Linked DNA regions of Mus musculus: region 1 is linked to region 2. The links are chromatin contacts, called in public HiChIP or PLAC-seq maps. All regions are on one chromosome and are shown on one strand. The core of a region is the stretch at or near the end of the contact, and the rest is flanking DNA. Distances in the headings are between cores, read along the strand shown. Region 1 overlaps Gm33843 (a long non-coding RNA gene). Region 2 has its middle 130 kb from the start of Gm33843.

Region 1 (7,395 bases), core at 2,613-5,112, 120 kb after region 2:
GCTCTGTGTTAACATGTTGTATAGCCAAACATAGTGACTCACACCTATAATTTGAGCTATGAAGATGCTGAGCAAGGAAGACTGTTGCAAATTCTAAGACAACCTGGAATATATAACCAGACACTGTTTTAAAACACACACATACATAACGTGTGAGCACACGCGCACATTGCACACACACAAGAAATGTCGCAGTGTATGTTGTAAATGTATGCAATTATCCTGTCCATTAAAAATGCAAGCATATCTTAAAACATATTTCATACATCTTTGTTTTTCATGGTACACAGCTCACTGTAGTTCTTTGTTGACTGACCGAGGAATAAAAGTACAACTGCTGGAATTACTTATATGATTTTCATAAAAGTCACAGGAGTTCTGTCGGCCAGCACTAGTCTCCTGATTTTATTGATAAAAAAACTTGAGGGGGCAGTTATTAAGTGATTTGTTCAGATTCCCTTGAGTCAAAAGATTCTGGTACCAAGATCTGTGTGTCTATATGTGTGTGTATGTGTGTGTGTGTGTCTATGTGTGTGTGTATGTGTTTGTGTGTATGTGTTTGTGTGTGTCTCTGTGTGTGTGTGTGTGTGTGTGTGTGTGTGTGTGTGTGTGTATGTGTGAATGTTTGTCATATATGAGCATGTTCCTGTGGATATGCATGTATGCATGTGTCAGTTATGCTTGGGGTGGCATAGTGTCTTCCTGAATCACTCTTTCCCCTAACTCTTTTTGCTACTTTTGTTAATGAGCCATGCAGAATAAAAGTGTGAACTAGTTGCGAACTGTTAACTGCAATTGGAGAATGATTTAGTTTTTTCATCTAGTCTAGTAGAAAACTCGAGTGATGACGTGTACTAATAAAGCCACAGTGACAGCTAATGCATCCAACCTTACCGGGAGAGGCATCAGAGTAGGTTTCAAGTTTTGAGAATTTCATATATGAATGCTGTATTTAAATCATTTCAGGCCTGTTGTGTTCCCCAAACCCCTTCCCAAATTCATGACCTCTTATTCTTTAATTAGTACTGTTACATAGATAGATAGATAGATAGATAGATAGATAGATAGATAGATAGATAGATAGATAGATAGATAGATAGATAGATAGACAGACAGACATACATACAGACAGGTGGATGGATGGATACATACATACATACATACATACATACATACATACATACATACATAGAGATAGATGATAGATAGATAGATAGATAGATAGATAGATAGATAGATAGATAGATAGATAGATAGATAGATTGGAAGAAATAGATGATAGATACATAGATACATAGATAGATAGATGATAGAAATTTGTCATTTAGCATTGCTCATATGTATATGTGTTTAAGGCTGACATGTAAAGAGTGGATCACTGATCAGGGGCTCATTTCTGAAGCTGGCTGTTCCCTCTCTCAACTGTCATTCATTGCTTTTAGATTTTCACCTAGGGTGGGGCCTTATGAGATTTCTCCCACATCTGTGTCAGCATGTCACCTGCATGTCTTATTAGGTGACTGCATTGTTAAGGTTTCATGGGCACAGTTTCCCTGTTGTATATAGAAGACACGATCTTACAGCAGATGCCCTGGGCCTCGGGTTCTTACAACGTTTACGCCCCCTCTTCTTCGATGTTCTCTAAGCCGTTAGTGTAGAACTTATTAACCTCAAATCGCAGGAAGGTCAAACACTGGCAGAACTGACTTTTAAAAGATGTTTTGTTTTGTTTTGTTTTGTTTTGTTTTGTTTTGTTTCGTTTTTTGAGACAGGGTCTTGCTATATAGCCTTAGTTGTCCTGAAACTCACTATTTAGAGCACGGTGACCTCCAACTCACAGAAATCCATCCACCTGCCTCTGCCTCCTAAGTACTGCAATTAAGCACATTGCTGCCACACCCAACTAGAAAGCCTTTTTTTTCCCCCTGGTGCTGGGGTTAGAATCCAGGAACGTATGTATGTCAGGCAGGTGAGCGGTGGAAGCTGACCATTGACCAGACCTTAGCTGCACTTGCTCATGTTACCATTCATACTGCTTTGTTTACCAGGACTCAGTGTCACTAGCATCTAGGAATATCCTCTGAACAATGATATTAGATGTATTTCTGGAGCTGCTGAGACCACTGACTGGTAGAGTGTTTGCTTAGCATGTTCAGTTAGGTTAGAAAGAACAAAAGCAGATTTATTATCAAAATACACATTATTTTTAAGCTAAGGCCTTATGCATCCCAGGCTGCCCTTAAACTTGTGTTCCTCTGATTCTACCTCCCAGGAGCAGGCATGCATCACCATAGCCAATTTATGTAGTGTTAGAGATGGGACACAAAGCTTGGTGCCTGCCTAGCATGCCATTTGTTTGATTGATTTTGTTTGTTTGTTTTGTTGTTTTCTGTTTGGTTTGGTTTAGTTTTCGCCTAAATCAGCAAAAACAAAACAAAGGATGCACTGTAATACTATTCTGACTATATAAAGAGTTAAAAGCTAGCATGGGCTATATAAAACCTGCCTCAAAAAGGAATTTATTGCTTTGGTAATAAATCTCTCTCTCTCTCTCTCTCTCTCTCTCTCTCTCTCTCTCTCTCTCTCTCTCTCTCTCCCTCCCTCCCTCTCTCTCTCTCTCTCTCTCTCTCTCTCTCTCTCTCACACACACACACACACACACACACACACACACACACATATTTCTCTTTATGAAAGTGTTGATGACCAGATAAAACAAAGCTTACCTTGATTAATCATGGTGTTAGGGATGCAATCTACTGCTCATGGTGTGCTTCTATGTCAATATGTATGTTGCCTGCCATCAAACAAAATTAAGATGGTAAAAAAAAATAAAACGTCAACACTAGCCAAACCCACATGATTCTAAAAGCCAGAAAACCCAAACCACACTGACTTAAGCCCAAAAGAATCTAGTGGCAAAAAGAACTAACATTCAAATATAGATGCTATATAACATAACTGAAGCCACGGGCCCAGAGATGACCACAAGGTCTGGCTTGCCCTGTCTTCACCTCTCGGTTGAGATTGCCTTCTCTGGGGCTGGTTGTATTCTGGGGTACTCTGTCGCATGGAGCCAACAGCAGCTACACTCTAACTTTTCTATCTCTTCCAATAAGTTACCAATTTCAGCATAGTGATGCTGGCAGAGATAATTCTGTGGGCCTTGACAGAACACCTGCATCCTACATGTGCTCCTTCTGAGCCAAGGACTGTACAACTGAACAGGGTGACAAGGACTGATCCAATGCAAACAATATGGACTGAGAACAGAAACACTCAAGGAAATAACAGGGAAATGCTCCCTGATGGGGAGATGGTTCAGTTGCTAAAGCCCTTGCCACACATCCTTGAGAGATAAAGTTCAGATCACCATAATCCATATAAAAAGCCTGGTGGGAATGGCAGGCCCTCTGTAAACATGAGAGAGAAAAAGGAATGGGGGACAGAGTGAAAAATCCCCAGCATTCAATCATTAGCCAGACTATCTGAAATGGTAAACTGAGTTCAGCAGGTGACCCTACCTCAACATATAAGGATGAGGTGTGACCTAGGAAGATACTTGACCACAACCTCAGACCTACACATACTCAAACACATGCATTCATGGGTGTGCACCTGTACACACACATTCACCACACACAAACACATACACACCCATGCATGCACACTACACGCCTACATTAAAATTGTTTTTGTTGGGGTTGTTTCATCAAACACAGGAGAAATATCCTTTAGGCAACTGAAGACTATAGATATCTACAGAAACCACTGTATATATTTGAGGTGTGACTCTGTAGTACACTAGCTTACTGTACTAGAGTCCTTGTCTCAAAAAAAAAAAAAAAAAGTGTAGGGGCAGGAAGATGTGGAGGGTGGGGTGGTGGTAAAGGGCTGCTATGAAAGTCTGGCATCCTCCGCTGAGCCCTACAAGTCATGTAAAAGTGGAAAAAAAGAACTGATCCCACAAAGCTGTTCCCTGAGCCCCACTTGTGTATTCTGGCTTGTGTATGCTCAGACATATATGTGTAAATACACACACACACATATATATATACATATATACACACACATATACATATATATATACCAGACTCGGGCCAATTCAGTGCTTAGGGGGAGCCTGCTTTCTTAAGTAGAATCTAACACATGGCTGCTGCATCCTGCTGTGTGTTTGAGAAAAATGTGATTATTATGTCCTTTTGTTTGCCTTTTAAACCTGCTTTTTTCATTTCTCTCCCCCCCCCCCCGCCCTCCACAGCAAAGACAAACTCTAGCCCAGAAACCAAATAAGAAACTGTTTACATGGTTGGAGAATGTATTTATAGGAGCCTAGACTGGGTGGTGGGTCCTGGAAAAGCATTGCCCGGAGTCCTGGGGAGACACAACAGCCCTTTTCAGCTGTATGAAATGAGAGGTTTTCATCCCCCCCCCCCCAGGAAACTTGTTAAGTCTGGTCTGCAGATGGCTGACATTTAGGTCCTGTCTTATATTTGCTGGAGACTTCCTAGATGAAATCTTGAGGTTAAATGTATAAATAATATGAAAGGAAGTAAATGTTTGAGGTTAATGTTTGAAGAAAGGCCAGGGAGGGGACTTTTTGCTAAAACTTTTTGAAAAGCTATTTAGCTTCCTGCAGATTGGTTTAGTAACCCCAGGTAAGGGACTTTTGCTAACTAAGTTTTCTCGGATTTTATGTGACTGTGAAAATGTTGCTTCTAATCAAAAGCAGAGAGACCTCAAGCTGTTTGATTGGCTGCCCTATTTCACTGGTGCTGGTCATATCTTGTGCTGTGCAGTATGACCACGCAAACCAAGGTATTTGGAAAAATCGAAACCATAGGAAAAAAGAGCCCTCCGTGGTAGCATTTAGAGATTGAAAACTGGCAAATCCGCTCATGGCGGTACGCTAACTGACTACCAGGAAATTTTAGAGACGGTTGCTTCCATGGGACTAACAATAAGTGCATTGCAGAGTCCCTACGATGCTGTTTTCTCAAATCTCAGCTTTACTATTCTATCAGTCATCTGTTGGGAATGTGTGCATGTAAAAACAGGAACTCGGGGAAAATGGCAAGAAGTTTTCTCATAACAGAACTACTTCTTGAGTTGATATGAAGCTACAGACTGTAGGTAAGCTTTGGTTATAAACAATAGCGAGAGGAGGAGAAAAAAAAAAAAAGAGGATGGGCTGGAGAGTTGGTACCATGGTTAAAAGCATGCTCCTCTTATAGAGGGTACAAGTTCAGTTTCCAGCACTGTATAGGGTGGCTCACAAGTGCCTGTGAATCCCCAGGGTATCTGATGCCTCTGGTATCTGTGACACCTGCATTCATACACACATACACACACAGACACACACACACACACAGAGAGAGAGAGAGAGAGCGCACACACAGAGAGAGAGAGAGAGAGAGAGAGAGAGAGAGCGCACACACACACACACACAGAGAGAGAGAGAGAGAGATGCATGCACACACTCATGTAAAAATGAATCTTGGGCTGGAGAGATGGCTCAGTGGTTAAGAGAACCGACTGCTCTTCCGAAGGTCCTGAGTTCAAATCCCAGCAACCACATGGTGGCTCACAACCACCCGTAATGAGATCTGACACCCTCTTCTGGTGCATCTGAAGACAGCTACAGTGTACTCACATATAATAAAATAAATAAATCTTTAAAAAATAATAATAATAAATCTTAAGAGTCTTGACTATTTTAGACCTAAATTAACCTCAGGAGCTGGGAAGATGGCTCAGTGTGTATGAGAATTTACTGTACAAACATGAGGACCTGAATTCAAAACTCCAGAACCCATGTGAGGAGCTGTTGACTATGGTGTGGTTACACCTATATTCCGTGAGGCGGAAGAGACATGAGGATCACTAGGGTTTGCTGGATACCAAACAACTCCAGTTGCAGAAAGAAACCCTGGCTCAAGAAAATAAGGCAGAGGGGATAGAACAGAACAGCTGGCATCCTCTGGCCTCCACATGCACCCAGCACACACAGGTACATACATCAGACATAAACCACATAGTCGCTCTGTCTATCACATGTGTGTGAGCACACACACAAACAGAAACTAGGACCTATCGCACAGTTATCTGGGTTATTTCCTGACACAGTAACCCCTTGTCCGCAGTTTCAGTTTACATTCTGTGCTGTTTTCTGCATGGCTGGCTCTCTCGGAACCCACGTGAGATTGTTTCTTGGCCACCAGTTGAGATGGGCTGTGAAAATATCACGGTAGTTATGTTCAAGTAACCCTTGCTTTGCTTAAGTCCCTCAAGCACAAGAGGAGTGTTGCTGGCTACTAGGATGTGCCAAAGAGAAGCCATACACTACTTCCTTTAACTCAAACGGAGACTCGGTAAGAGTTCCATATGACTTGAGGTTTCAAACAGCCACTGGGAAGGTCTGGGACATATCCCCTAATGGTGAGGGGGACCGTGATTATGAAGAACAGAGATATGTCGATGCAATGGATCTTCAAGCATGTCGCTTACATGATTTGAATCACTAAGATGATGACGCTAGAGCAGTAAATGTCTATGATGTGCATATAGATCAGTGACGGTCTTTAGGAATCCTTAGCACTTATTAAACACATCATGAGAGGTTTGAGGATTTACACAGGACACAGAAGAACAAGCATAAAGTGGCAGCTTTGATTATGCAGGAAGGATATGGTCTGACATTTCAGGCCAGCAGAAGCCATATACATGAATCAGCGTATGAGGTCTTTTAGACCTCAGCCCTATAGTCAGTCCTACACATAGAAAAACTGATACAGTTCTGGCATGGATGAGAAAAGATCTGGCATCGATCACTACATAGAGACGATGAGCAGCTATCAAGTTATTACTGCATAGAAAATCAAAATGTCCCTGCATAAGGGCATACAGCCAGGAGAACACTTTACCTGGAGTCTCATCCAACAAAGATGACAAAGCAGCAACTTTGTTGTACTCTCACTGGGATCCCAACAAAGCAGAGTAAAAGATTCTGCTACACTTTGACCATCAGGCTTGCTGCCTGCATTTAAAGCAAGTTGCCAAAATTAGCTATGAAATAGAAGAAAATCAGCATCATCTGTTGCTGTTAGATGGAGCAGAAGGGCTACCAAGAAAGCCAAAGGAGGCTTTCTGCTGTGAAGCTAAATCATATGTTTGGGATGCTAACAGGTAGTTGGTAAGTGCATGGGTTGCCACAGAACTCAGAGGCAGAAATGGCCACACTGTACCTACACATACCATGCTAAGCTTCATTGACTGGGCTTTATTTACTATCTGTTACTTGAGTTCACATTCTACCTTTGGACATTGACCTCTGGGCTCCACATAGATACACACACACACACACACACACACACACACACACACACACAAGCACAT
Region 2 (7,738 bases), core at 5,187-7,686:
CTTGCCCTGGAAGGCTGTCTGCTTTTTGAAGCTTCAGATTTCAAAAGCCACAGTCAGTGCTGTGGTGGTTTTGATTATAATTGTTGCTATGTGGCCCTCGTGGTTTTCAGGGCACCTCGTATGTGACCACGCGTGGAACAGGCTGAATAGCGCTGATTAGTGCATGACTATGACACAGAACTGTCTAGAGGTCTTCCAGGCCCCTGTGCTCTCTGGGAGGGGAATGCCCTGAGGCTGGGCTGTTCAGCCTTTGGATGTGTTAACATGAAATAGTTTCCCCGCTCCAGTTTCCACTCGCGCGCGGTTTTTTTCCTGGCTCCAACTTGGTGACCTAATTCTCTAATTTCCCCCCTCAGAGAACATACTTTTTTCTTAAATTATTTTTTTTCTATGAAATCTACACCACTCCCTCCACCTCCTCTCTTTTGATTTCTTATTCAGCCTGGAAACCACCTCACCATTTGTAATTAGCCTGAATACTGGAGGGAGGGAGAAGGGCTCCCCTCAGGAAATAGCCAGAATAAAGCAAGTCCCCCTTCTAAGAGCAGGGAAGAGAAAGGCAGGCCCATGTAAGATGATTAAATGTCCCTGCCTTTTCATCTCCTGCAAAGCTCCAAACCCTGATGAGGGCTATTCTTTGCTCTACTTTGTAGGCTTAATTGACTCATACCACACAGCCTCAGCTTATGAGACTAGACACACTCAGCTCTACTCTCTGAGAATAAATGTAGAATGGGAATCCACAACTTTCAAATGTTACGTTAATGACACGTTATGTTTCTAGGTTGGTCTTTTCTGGATATATATGTAAATGTGTGTACATATAAATGCAGAGGCTGGGGGCTGGCATGCAATATCTTATTCAAGTGATGTCTACCACTTTTTTTTTTTGAGACGAGATCTGTTTCTGAATCCAGAGCTCACTAATTTGGCTAGATTAGCCAGTGAACTCCAGAGGTCAGCCTGTCTCCATACACTCTTGACAAGATTCTAGTCACATGTTGTCTACGTGCATGTTGGGGGTCTAGATTCAGGTTATCCCTCTTGCATGCCAAGCATTTTACTATTTATGGCATCCCTCCCCATTCTACCTGTTAATATCATCTTGACCTAATTTTGCCATGTGTGTATTACTGTGTGTTTTAGGCTCTTAGAAATACCATTTCTATGAAAGAATCTGTCATGTTTCTTGTGTTTCCCTTTACAAATTAGGTTTCTTTTTTTTTTAGGTATTTTCCTCATTTACATTTTCAATGCTATCCCAAAGGTCCCCCATACCCACCCCCCCAACCCCCTACCCACCCACTCCCCCTTTTTGGCCCTGGCGTTCCCCTGTACTGGGGCATATAAAGTTTGCAAGTTCAATGGGCCTCTCTTTGCAGTGATGGCCGACTAGGCCATCTTTTGATACATATGCAGCTAAAGACAAGAGCTCCGGGGTACTGGTTAGTTCATATTGTTGTTCCACCTATAGGGTTGCAGTTCCCTTTAGCTCCTTGGGTAATTTCTCTAGCTCCTCCATTAGGGGCCTTGTGACCCATCCAATAGCTGACTGTGATCATCCACTTCTGTGTTTGCTAGGCCCCAGCATAGTCTCACAAGAGAGAGCTATATCTGGGTAAATTAGGTTTCTTTAAATAATAACATCTACAGTTCAGTCTGTCCTCTGTTCAATATTTCGCTTCTATTATCCAAATCAGTATGGCAGGTAATGGGAAAGTAGTCACTGGAGTCTCTATTTCATAGATGCAACATCTTAAGTGTGGTGTTCTCATAATTCGCCTAAAAGGCACAGTTACTGTTAGGCCTGAGAACAAAACCCAGGGGTCCCGATTGGCAAAACTTCATATCAGTCACTTACCTAAAGCACCTTTCAGTGCTTTAGTCCACCGCCAGTTTGAAGACTGTTGAGAAAAGAGGGAAGAGGAAACCAAAGAGCCAGGAAGTGAAAGGAATGAGAACACTTCCCAGCCATGTAGAGGACATGGGCAGTGGGGAAATGCTTATAAACTGACTAAAAGACATGCTTGAAAACTGACTGCTGAACTTGACAATCTCTAACATCCCCTCAATGCTACATAAGTCGATACCCAATCTACTTTAGTATAGAGTAAAGCAGTCACTACAACCTTTAGAAAGGTCTTCCTCTCTCCTGTTGAGTACAGCAAACATTCATTTCCAATTTCCTGCCAAACAGAGTTTCATCAATTTATCCTTTATTGGGTATAACAGTGAGAAGCAGGCACCTTCCCACTGGGCACCAAGACCATGGCTTTTTATTCCCTTCTATATAGCTTTGTAGTTTTTTTCAAATACCAAAATGAATAACTAAATATACAACTATAATTATTAAAATTTCAAAATATCCATTGATCTGAACTAGTTTATCAAATTGATAATGATGTTGTGTATTGGCCATTTGAGTGCTTTGTTGAGAAACAATCTCTTCAGATGAATGTCTATTAACTAAATAATCTGTTACCATTCTAAATTTCCTGGCACCAGAAAACTCCACAATGAATCAGGTGATTAATCTATGTGGAGAAAACAAAAGACAATCTAGTTCTTGGCTGAATCATTTATGAAGTTCCTGGTGTTACCAATGTACCAAAAGCTGAGTTTCCAGAACCATTTCTGCTGAGAAGTGGCTGGCTGGCTGGTTTGAACAAAATCTCTAACAAGACTGTGGGTGAAATCACTGGTGTCCATGATCATTGGTCAATAGACCCTCAGGAACCTACAGGAAATGTAATTTCATTTTACCTTTGAAGTTCATGTTAAGAATGTTCACTTTTGTGACCCTGGCATTGAGATATTTTTGTAATTTCCCATGGCTTAAGGGCTTTTTTCATGGTGCATTAAGTATCTACCATGTTTAAATAGCATTACAGCCTGTTAAATCTATGACCCACAAAATAGGAAACTCAAAGGCATAGTAGCACAATTTTTAGGAATGGTTTTCTGAAAGGTTATTTCTCTGTAAAATAGAAATGAAGCTATGTCCTTTATGTAAAGAACGAGATTTTGTCTTCTTGGGATCCTTGGCTAGCAAAAAAAAAATTTTTTTAAAGAATTCAATTACCTCCACCTAATTTCCTCTCTTGCATCTATTTTTGCTTCTTTCAGGGAATATTGCTAGATTTGGCTGTGGTATCACATGCTTAAGACATCAAGGGTCATTGCCTATAAAATTCATGACTTACTTTCCATGCCAAAGTTTGACTACACCTGTATGTCAAGTCTCCCAAAAGAAACTTCACACTGAGGAAAATATCTCCAACAAGAGTGCTCTAGTTTTGCTTGGCTTTGGTCTTATGAAATGACTCACCAAACACTTCTACAGGCCTTTTCTCATATTGAATAAATAAAGTATACCTGGATGACTAAGTTCTAGTCACTAACTGTGCTAACTAGCTGTTACTTAGAGACAGAAGATTTGATCGTGGTTTTTGTCCTCTATAATGAAGCTACTTTGCCTTTGAAATGGACCTTTGGGAAAAAAAATCATCATTTGACTTCTGGGCATAATGTCTCAGTGTTGATTGAATTAAAGGATCTAGCCAGAAAGTCACTTGATTAATCATGTGCTAATCTGTGCTTCTATGCTTAATAGACATAGTTCAAAGGACTAAAGAATCATTTCTACAACAGCAACAAAAACTGACCCAATCAATTCAACCCCAAAGTAATTCACTACAGTGAATTTGATTTCAAAATCGTGGCCTTAAAGAGGGTGTTTCAGTTACTGTGGCAAACATCATGACAAAGACAGTTTATAGAAGAAAGAGTTAATTGGAACTCATAGGGAGTGAGTATTGGGGCTCACAGTTTCAGGAGTTGTCCATAGACATCAGGGTAAAAAGCATGGCAGCAGGCAGGCAAGCAGGCAGGCAGGCATAGTGACTAAGCAGTAGCTGAGAGCTTACATTTTGATCCAAAAGCATGAGGCAGAGAGGGCTAACCGAGATTGACATGGGTTTTTGAAAACTCAAAGTCAGGCTCAGGTAACACACCTCCTCCAACAAAACTACACCCCCTAGTTCTTTCCAAACAGTTCCACCAACTGGAGACCAAGTATTCAAACCTATGATATATGGGAGGCCATTCTCTTTCAAACCAACACAAGGGAGAACATTAATTTGAGGGGTTTCTTAGAACAGTGGTGAGTTTATAATATGGGAAGTTCTAAAAGAAGAAGCAGAGCGAATATTATGGGAGTTTATGCTAAGTACATGTGGTTTACAGAAGGGAGAGATGCTTCCTAATACTCCTGGAGCCTCACCATCATCTTCAGCAGGACTAAACTCTCTCCACTGAGCAATCTCACTACATGCTATGCAAGATAGTGTATGTATAAATTACAGGTAGGAGTGTGATATCCCAGTTAAGATGAGACAATGGTAGACTGTCTTTCTGACATACCCAAAAGTCCCACGCTTGATCCTCAGCACTGCAGGAAAACAAAATCAGGATATAAACACAGATACGGGCAGTGTCACAAAAGTGCAATAGCATGGAGTGTTCGCTCTCCCCCAACCATCTAAAACTCTGTTTATGACTGATTCTGTTTACCGGGCACTTTAAAGATGTACTTAGCTTCAGAGCTGTATTAAAGTTACATCTTCCTACATTATGTCTGACATACCAGTTGTTTTTTAAACTATGAATTTTATATTTATTTAAAATATTGGTAACTTTAATCTTGTTTTTTAAAAGATCATCATTATTATTATTATTAATTATTATTATTATTATTATTATTATTATTATTATTATTATTATTATTGGTGTTCCTAAATGTTATGGCAGTCATATTCATCTGTGGAAAATCTTCTTAGATTTCAGTTTTATATTCATTTTACAAGCATTCAGGCAGCATTTACTAAGTGCCTAGTATTATGCTACATAAAAGTTGATTAGCAGATGATCGTGGCTCAGCTTTGGGATTGGGCACAAAATAGCTGAGGCTATGAAAATATAAACCAATAGTTAAAATGGTAGAAGGCTGGACTTTTCTTGTCACTGTGATAAAATATCTGTCCCAAATCACTCAAGGAAGTAGGGTACATTTGGATCACAGTTTGAGGGTACGTTATGTGTCAGGAGGGACTGACAGTGTGGAGTGAGAGTCTGTAGTCAGCAAGCAGGGAGGAATGGAAGCTGGTACCTTCTCCCTTCCCTCTCTTCTTTATTCTAGAAATCCAGCTGATGGGATGATGCCACCAACACCCAGAATGGTTCTTGTCTCCTTGGAGAAGCCATTCTTGAAACCCTTTCAGAGGCTGGCCTTGAGGTGTCTCCTGGGTAATTCTAAATTAAGTTGAAAATTAAGATTAACCACCATAAGTATTATCAAGTATCTCTAGGAAGGAAATGTTCGGGAAATGTTATCAAGTATCTCAAGGAAGGAAATGTTCGGGGGTTTTCATGACCTGTTTTATACAGCCTCTGTAGTTTTCCCTCGTCACTGCTCCTCAGACCACCGTGGGAAAAGTCAGTGTGGTTCCAGTGTTGCTGGATCTGTGCTATGTCTCAGCCTTCAACTTGCTCAATATGTTTGCAAAATCCCACACTTATTCAGTTCCTCCTTCTAAAGAAACTCCCCTTAGTGCCTGGGAGGTCACTTTTTCTTACTTTACTTCCTGCCTCACTGGGCTTTCTTCATTGGTTTTTTGTTTTACTTTTTAATCTACTTAAGGTCAAATCATCTGAATGCTGCCTTCCTGATCACTCTTCTTCTCAATTCTTTCTCGGACGCCCTATGTCACCTCACAACCATAAGTGCTGATTACAGGTAGTTCTCAAATGTCTGTCTCTGCCTTTGACATCGCCAGTGAACTTCAAGGCATGCTTACCCAACTGTTCAGCATTTCACAGAGAAAAGTCCAAATATCATCTCAAGCTTAACATGATAGAAATAAATAAAATAAAGTTAGACTATTGCTACCCACTCTATTTCTCCCTTAGTCCTCACTACCTTAATTAGTCCGAAGCCCCTCCTTCTAATCCCTTGGCTCTGCCCTTTACTATGTATTTCTTTTATACTCCATTGTTCCACCATGCCTTCAAACGTCATTCAGAAAGTGGTGTCTTAATCCCTCTGCTTTAGAACCCTAGATAGCAGTTGTCACCTTTAGCCAGGTCCTTCCACTTTGACCCTATCCTTCCTACTGCACTACACATAGCTGTCAATGTTCCCATTCACGCACAATGAATATGTTCCATTCTTTCATCTCTACTTTTCAATGCTTCTGATCTTAGGTCCTTTCCATGGCTTTAGCAAATCTTGCTCAACACTACAATTTTCATCTCATCCCACACCCATTTGGAGCCCTCCAACAATGCCAGCATCTTTGCACTGCATCCCACAGGCCAAGGAGGTTCTACCTCAGGTGCTTTGCACTTCCTGTTCTGTCCACCTTGACAACTTCCCGTTATACCCACATCTATTGCAGATTGAACTTGTCCTTGATTTTTATCACTGTCACTGAACCATTTCATCAATGTGACTTTTCTCGTCTACAAAACAGCCCTCCGCCTCCACATGCATCCTGTGTTCATCCTTCTTCACCCAGAATGTGTTTCCATTGTTCTCTTCATTCTGTAGAACCTAAATTCCATAATAATAGAAAGCTTATTTTTCGCTGTTGCATCTTTAGACCCAAGGACAGCATCTGGCACACAATATTCTTTCAGTGACTAATGAGTTTTAATTAATTAAGCAACTTGAGCTTGGAGAAAAAAAAAAAACCCAAGAGCCTACAAGGCAAGGGAAATGAGTATGAAAAGGAACACATTTGCTCCATCTAAAATAGAAGTTAAGTTGGCAAACTACAACCTCGGGCCAAATCAAATGCAGCCCGCTACCTTGTTCTTGTAAATAAAATTTTATTGAAGCCCAACCATGTTCTTTAACTTACATATTGTCCATGAGTGCTTTTGTTCTGTCACAGCAGGGCTGAACAGTGGTGACAGAGAACACATGGCCCCGAGACTCAAATATTTACAATTTGCCTTTTTATAGAAAAGAAGTCTGACAGTCCTTGGTCTACAGGACACGATGGTAAAAAGATGGAAGACCAGATGAAGGCAAGCCGGAGGGAATATCTATGAGCTTAGGTTTAATACACAGGCAGAAGGAGACAGACGATGGATGCTTTTAAGGCAAGGGAGTCCCTGGAAGGCAGAAACTACTTTTAATATAATTTGTGCTTGAAAGAGCACTGTGATATTTAAGCCTGGCATCCCTGTGACAGATGCTACCAGGGCTGAACCACAATACCACTGCCATTTCCAGAATCGAGGCTTAAAGTAGAAGTCAAACCCTCATAAAACCATCTGTTTCCCTCCCCTATCTCCTGGATGGCTCTCAGCTGGGAAATGATCTTTCTCCTATGGTGAGCCTCCTACAGAGTCTCCAACAAAGACCACTCTGACCTCTGGATATCTGGACAGAGACAATTCCAAAAGCCCCCAAAATAAGACTTTGGTTCTAGAGTCACGCGGAAACTGTTCTCAACACTCTAACTTTGTTGGTCAAATTGGAGGAAGCTCATGGAGCTTGAAAATATGGCTCATTTCTGTGAAGGGTGATAAGCAAATTTTAAATTTTTGGTGACTTATCTCACCAGACAGACCTCTCTCTGGTTCTCTCTCTGAACCATGTGGAGCGTGTTTAGATTCCACTACTGGGTGAGGTCGAACATGGCTGTGCCATTTCTCTCTGCTTGAATTTCAC

What was found. HiChIP or PLAC-seq counts read pairs in DNA pulled down with a chosen protein or histone mark.
Region 1: a contact with region 2 is called in an H3K27ac HiChIP or PLAC-seq map of thymic regulatory T cells, with 2.5 times the contacts expected there. The contact joins two enhancer-like sites. A contact is called at or near these places in 5 of 484 Hi-C or Micro-C datasets (CD4 T cells, CD8 T cells, Th1 cells and 2 more) and 3 of 115 datasets of contacts at active chromatin or transcription factors (CD8 T cells, embryonic stem cells and thymic regulatory T cells).

Annotation. Positions count from the first base shown.
Region 1 is chr10:96,582,344-96,589,738 of GRCm38.p6, forward strand. Gm33843 (a long non-coding RNA gene) reads right to left here. Exons shown (of 4, transcript XR_380712.2): 3 at 2,727-2,797. Among named protein-coding and RNA genes, the nearest start is that of Gm33843, 13 kb to the right of the region's middle. Within about 2 kb of position 3,863, at least 36 of the 459 cell types and tissues checked have an H3K27ac peak or open chromatin away from gene starts, as enhancers often do. A contact at or near this core is called in CD8 T cells, bone marrow-derived dendritic cells and thymic regulatory T cells, where this site is marked.
Region 2 is chr10:96,460,610-96,468,347 of GRCm38.p6, forward strand. No RefSeq gene overlaps it. Among named protein-coding and RNA genes, the nearest start is that of Gm33843, 130 kb to the right of the region's middle. Within about 2 kb of position 6,437, at least 53 of the 459 cell types and tissues checked have an H3K27ac peak or open chromatin away from gene starts, as enhancers often do. A contact at or near this core is called in CD8 T cells, bone marrow-derived dendritic cells and thymic regulatory T cells, where this site is marked.